Regions from separate parts of the Drosophila melanogaster genome. Here region 1 is linked to region 2. A link is a contact called in public Hi-C data. All regions are on one chromosome and are shown on one strand. The core of a region is the stretch at or near the end of the contact, and the rest is flanking DNA. Distances in the headings are between cores, read along the strand shown.

What was found. A called contact is a pair of places that touch in the nucleus more often than the background predicts.
Region 1: a contact with region 2 is called in a Hi-C map of the Kc167 cell line, with 2.2 times the contacts expected there. A contact is called at or near these places in 11 of 107 Hi-C or Micro-C datasets (the Kc167 cell line, the OSC cell line, the S2 cell line and 2 more).

Annotation. Positions count from the first base shown.
Region 1 is chr3L:9,887,338-9,890,194 of dm6, reverse strand. Taf2 (TBP-associated factor 2) reads left to right here and starts at 1,512. Exons shown (of 6, transcript NM_168387.3): 1 at 1,512-1,675; 2 at 1,739-1,793; 3 at 1,856-2,857. The coding sequence starts at 1,626. CalpB (Calpain-B) reads right to left here and starts at 1,433. Exons shown (of 3, transcript NM_079292.5): 1 at 1-1,433. The coding sequence starts at 911.
Region 2 is chr3L:9,785,650-9,788,883 of dm6, reverse strand. It overlaps CG32052, which reads right to left and starts at 1,838. Exons shown (of 6, transcript NM_001316482.1): 1 at 1,641-1,838. Ae2 (Anion exchanger 2) reads right to left here. Exons shown (of 13, transcript NM_206312.3): 13 at 2,418-3,234. It overlaps Zasp67 (Z band alternatively spliced PDZ-motif protein 67), which reads left to right. Exons shown (of 8, transcript NM_001274726.1): 8 at 140-951. The coding sequence ends at 308.

The sequences.
Region 1 (2,857 bases), core at 263-2,762, 100 kb before region 2:
AATCGTGAATAGCCTTCCACGAAGAACTGCGGATCATCGGCGATGTCACCGGGACGCAGCCACTCGTAGTAGCGATCCGGTCGTCGTGAGTACATCAGCGAAGCGTTGGTGGCCGGAAAATCGGGATCCTCGAACATGGTTCCATTAGCCAGGCAACTGTCGCGCAGCGATTGGAAATCGCCTTTGCTTACGCTGTTCTGCCGGGCACTAGTGGCCTTGCGACCCATCCAAAACATGTTCTGGTTCTCGGGCACCTTCACGCTGGTGAAGCTTAGCTCGGCCACGCCGACGGAAGGTTCCTCCTCCTGGGTTGGAGCACTTTCCGGTGGCGGTGCCGTGGGATATGGTAGTGCTGGGAATCCGATATTGTGCTGGGGAGCCGGACTCGTTGGCATGGGAGCGTACGGCATTGGCATACCGGGCAAACCGGGCATGGCAGATGGATATGGTGCGAGCGGAGCCGCCGGATAGGGTAGATTGGGCTGCGGCATGCCAGTTGGATAGGGCATTCCGGTTGGATAGGGCGCCATAGGCGCAGTGGGGTACGGCAGCGATGATACGTTGGCTGATGGCAGACTAGGATAAAGTCCTGATCCAGGGTATGGCGTGGCACTGGGGTATGGAGCCGGCGCTGAGGGGGCTTCTGGCACGGGCATTCCCATGCCCATGGTGGGTCCCGCATACGAAGCATTCTGGGCATGACTCGTCTGCTTTACCACATATGGCATTCCGCCCACGGATTCGGATGATGGATAGGGCAACGAGGGGTAGAGACCCGCTTTGGGTTTGGGAGCTCCTCCTCCTTCGTTCCCGCCGCTGACTTCATTCTTGCTGTAGCCCAAGGCCGCCAAATTGACAAGGCCAATGCCACTGGCATGATAATTCTTGGGGTAATTATCAATGCCGTACATTTTTACTGGTTTTTCGCTGTGGTTTTCCTCGTCCACGCACTGGTTTTTCCCTAAATCTAACTACTAATGGCGTTGCAAATCGGCTAAAACTACGGAACTGGATGATATCCAGATGTTTATTAACTCGCTGCCGTGGTAAAACTGCTGACTCGCTGAGAATCGTACGCTTTAAATGGGAGAAGTATCCAAATTTAACTTTCTCGGTAAATGATTCATAATCTTTAACCCTTGCGCGTTCTGTATAAATTTTCTTTGAATATGCATGTGCAATCAAAAAAGCTTTGAAAATGCAGAATGAAATATTTATAACATTCTAATTCATTTATTAACTCAGAAAATATATTATAGAAATATTAATTTTGTTTTATTAAACAGTTTCAATAAAAACAAATATAGCTTTTAATAAATTTTAGTTTTCTAAAAAATGTATTTTTATGGTATTAGAGAAGTAGTTATGTAGTCTATATTGTTTACGAACGTAAACTATTAAATTAGTGTCAATATTGAAGACCCAACACGTTTCGAGGGTTAAAAAAAGGCGAGCAGGGCTACATTGTCGCGCAGAGTTGCCATCTTTATCCGAATGAATTTGGTATTTTTTTAGCCCTGTCGGCATTTTCAATAGAAGAAGAAGAAGTTAAACAGTGCTGTGTTTTTTTTTATAACAAACGCAAATTAGTTAATAAATTCTGGCGCAGAACCGGCATTTGAGCGATGGAAACGCAACCTGAGGTGCCCGAGGTGCCGCTGCGACCGTTTAAATTATAAGTATTCACCCTGCTCTGTTAGGAATCCAAAAATAATGAGTTCTCCCTTTTGAATAGCACGGCGCATCAGGTTGTGAGCCTCACGGGCATCAGTTTCGAGCGGAGGAGCATAATCGTAAGGATATAACTTAGATACACTTAAATATGTACAAAACATAACACACCTCCTCCCTTTAGGGCGTGGTCGAGCTGACCATTGTGCCGAACAGCGAGAATCTGCGCCTGATACGCCTGAATGCCAAGCAGCTGAGAATCTACAGCGTCGTTTTGAACGATGTCTGCCAGGCGGATTTCACGTACTTCGATCCCTTCCAGAACATCTGCTACAAGGAGCACAAGAGCCGCGCGCTGGAGGTCTACTCCAAGCATCATCTGACCGCCGCCCAGTACACCGATCCCGATGTGAACAACGGCGAACTGCTCATCCAGGTTCCGCCCGAGGGCTACTCTATGATCCAGGAGGGTCAGGGTCTGCGCATCCGCATCGAGTTCTCGTTGGAGAATCCCAAATGCGGCGTACATTTTGTCATACCACCCGCTTCAACGGACGAGGAGACACAGATGAACAGCTCGCATATGTTCACCAATTGCTATGAAAACTCGTCGAGATTGTGGTTTCCCTGCGTGGACAGTTTCGCCGATCCCTGCACCTGGCGGCTGGAGTTCACTGTCGACAAAAATATGACCGCCGTTTCGTGTGGAGAACTTCTAGAAGTCATTATGACCCCAGATCTGCGAAAGAAAACCTTCCACTATTCGGTTAGCACACCAGTATGTGCACCAAATATTGCGCTGGCTGTGGGTCAGTTTGAGATCTACGTGGATCCGCACATGCATGAAGTGACCCACTTTTGTCTGCCCGGATTGTTGCCGCTGTTAAAAAATACGGTTCGCTATTTGCACGAGGCATTTGAATTTTACGAGGAGACCTTATCTACGCGCTACCCATTCAGTTGCTACAAACAAGTGTTTGTAGACGAATTGGACACGGACATAAGTGCCTATGCCACTATGAGCATTGCTTCGGTGAATCTGCTGCACTCCATAGCTATCATCGATCAGACCTATATATCTCGAACCTTTATGTCGCGCGCTGTGGCTGAGCAATTCTTCGGCTGCTTTATTACATCCCATCATTGGTCGGACACCTGGCTGGCCAAGGGCATTGCGGAGTACCTG
Region 2 (3,234 bases), core at 589-3,088:
ACGCTGCTTTTTCGTCCCGGGAGCACTGCATTCCATACCATATCGAATCCAACACCCCACCCCCCACCTTGCAACCCCCCTGTGCAGTTGCACCACTCTTGCAATTCCAATTTAACAGCGACTCCTTGGCCATTCGCAGGGTCAACTTCATGAAGTACCAGAAGCCGGAGCGCAAAATCGATCTGAATCGCAGCGAGGTGTACAAGTATCTCAATCCGCATCTGGACAGGGCGCCCGTGCGTGGCATCGAGGTGCGTGCTCCTCTGGTGGCCGCCGAGTCCGACATTCGCCAGTCACTGCAATCGTAGGAATGATGCAGCACCACCACCTCGAATGCTCAACAACAGTGCCACTCCCCGAATCTCAAGTCAATCCCATAGGTACACAGAGCAAAAATGATATGCCATTCACATTTTTAATGGGATTGAATGAAAAACTGCTAAGATTTTGCAGAGAGGCGTTTGGGCAGCTTTCAGTTTTGATAAATGGTTAAAAAATTATTCAAATGGTCATCTGACCAAATTCCTAAATGAAAGAGAATGTTGTTTGCCTTTTTTGAATATTTTTTACAATATTGACAAGAGTTTGAACACGTTTTTAAGTATCGTTAGTATCATTTCATTGTGTATATCTTGCTCACTTGCTTAAGCCAAGATATTTTTGCCACAAATTAACAGCCAATCAATCATCCCTTCGGAAAACTTATAAATATTTAATGAGATAAGTGCAAGTGCGCTTTAAATATGTCAACTGCTAAATTCGAACTGAAATACATTATATCTTGAGGTCGATAAACAAACGCTTCTCTGCTAACTTTCAAAATGCTCAGTTAACAACATATCCTAGAATAGAGAAATACATTGTCTGTTAAAATACATATAAAACCATATATTAAGAAAGCTTCAGCTTCGTTTTGGTGAGGTTATTGTGCCCCTGATTGAAGATTGGAATGATTGCAATATTGCAAGTTGTTTCTTTGATTTGATGTGCCCAATGAACTCCAAGGATGCGAATGTTTAGGTTTCTGCTCGAAATTGGCTTGCTTCAGTGCATTCGATTATCGCTTAAGAAGCTCAACGAGCGTAACCATCAATATGCCAACAGAAGTCCAGTTCGCTGGCATTGTCGAGCGGGGGGTCTCCTAATGCGATATTACATAATTTGTGTGCAACAAGGCGTATGTGTAATGTGTCGTGCATTTCTGTGGCATATCCTCAGGCGCTTGGCTGTTGCAATTTTCTTTAGCACAAATACACGATTCGCGATGTGTGAGTGTGTGTGTGTGTGTTTGTGTGTATGAGTGAGTGTGTGTTTGTGCTCTTACGGTAATGTGCGTGTGTATGGGTATGTGTATGTTTTTCTCGGCGCTTTGTGGGTGACAAGCTCTTCGAATTTGCATTTATTATGGCAAATGAATTGGGTGGCAACAAAAAAGTGGCAAATGACATGGCAAAATGGCAAACTGGCAGCAGCAACAGAAGCACAAGCAGCAAAACCACAATAAACCCGTATTTAGTTACGGCACAAACACTCGCGCACCACAACCAAATCAAAATTGTTGTCACGTTATGATGGAAACCGGGACGAGCGGATGCGAATACGAATACGGATGTGGATGTGGATGTGGATGCGATGCGTACATTTCACTTGCCCCGTGATGAGACACTTTTCTTCTTTTCTTATTTTTTTTTTTTTTGGCCGGATTCGTGGCAATAAAAACGCGCCAACTTAATGCGGATTCACACGGAGTACGAAGTACGTAAATTGACGAACATCTAGAGATGGCGGCGTCGTAATCCGAGAAGTGTGTGGCTCACGGACGCTCGTCTTCAACTGTCAGTAGCCTACTTGGTGTTATCATTGCATTGGCCCACAGTCAGCGCTTTGAGTCGAGTTCGGAATTTCTTTGGGACAGCTTTTCCAGTGGGGCACACAGCTTTTGAGCGCTTTTCCCCCTGGCATTTGAGTCCTTTTCAAGCTTTGAGCGGCAAGTTGCCCCATGTGCGGCGGTCCATCTGCCGTGGGGTATTTCGGAATGGGTTGGGGCAGGGCAGGGCAGGACCCCCTTAGGTCGCGAAAGGTGAAAATGCCGGAATGTCGGAAATAAAATTAAGATTTGTTCAACTTGTTGGCTAAAAGTTTGACTCGGCTAATTTGTATGCTTAATTGCCAAGCGCCATTTACACTAAGCTGCGCGTAACGCTTTGATGTTGATAATTCGATTGGTGAGGCTTGAAAGGGTTTAGTTTTCCGTATTATTGGATATCATTTAGAATTCTCCCATCGTAGAATTAGATGTTAATAGCTCATCAAAAATAAATAGAAAGTAGGAATCAAAGACTATACTATATATTTACATACATTATAACCCCCCTTATCTCTTTCCCATAAAATCAAACAGCTTCTTAAGATTTTTAAATTTTTATTTGAATTTGAATAAACAATACTAGACAACAACTACTTAGAAATAAGTACAAGTTCATACATACAAGTTACATAAAAATAGTTTGGGTTTGGCCTTAGCTCAACGCTGCTCCGAACGAATAATCATTGAATCGAACTATATAGTATATGCGGGTGTATATAACATAGTCATGTATAAGTACAATGTGTTTGTGTTGGTTTTTTGTGTTTTTTTTTTTTTGTTGTTTTTCAATATCCTGACTACAAGTACAAAGAAGGCAAACTTACAGCGGCCACTTCAAACGCGAAGCATTTACTTTAAAAGAAAGCTCCGGTTGAAGTGCTTAAAACGATTTTTTTGTTATAAACAATTGTTCGTTCGATCTTAAAGGGGAGGTTTTTGTGTGTGTTTGACACTAATTATCACTACGCCAGTTGAAGTTAAATAGTTTACGGGTTCCTCTTAGTTTTCCACGCTGGGATTGCTTCGATTTGATAGGTCTAAGCCAAATTTATAATAGTTTTGTGTATATGCAAATGCAATTATTGCTAATAATACATGCGAGTCTCCAACCGAGTTAATAACTTGTTCCGCTCGTTGGTTTCTTTTGCGTGTGATGCAATCATTGTGTGACGCTCCTTTCCGTGGGAAGGATATTTGTCTAATTCTGACAAGTCAGAGGTAACGATGCTAAAATTTGATATACCAGCAACCGATTTTGTTGGCCTCAAAAATATGATTTTTGTTCTCTGCTCCACCAAGTCATTCTGGCTAATAATCTAATTTGTCTCTTGATTTCAGTTGCAATTTAGGTACACGATTCCGCCTTC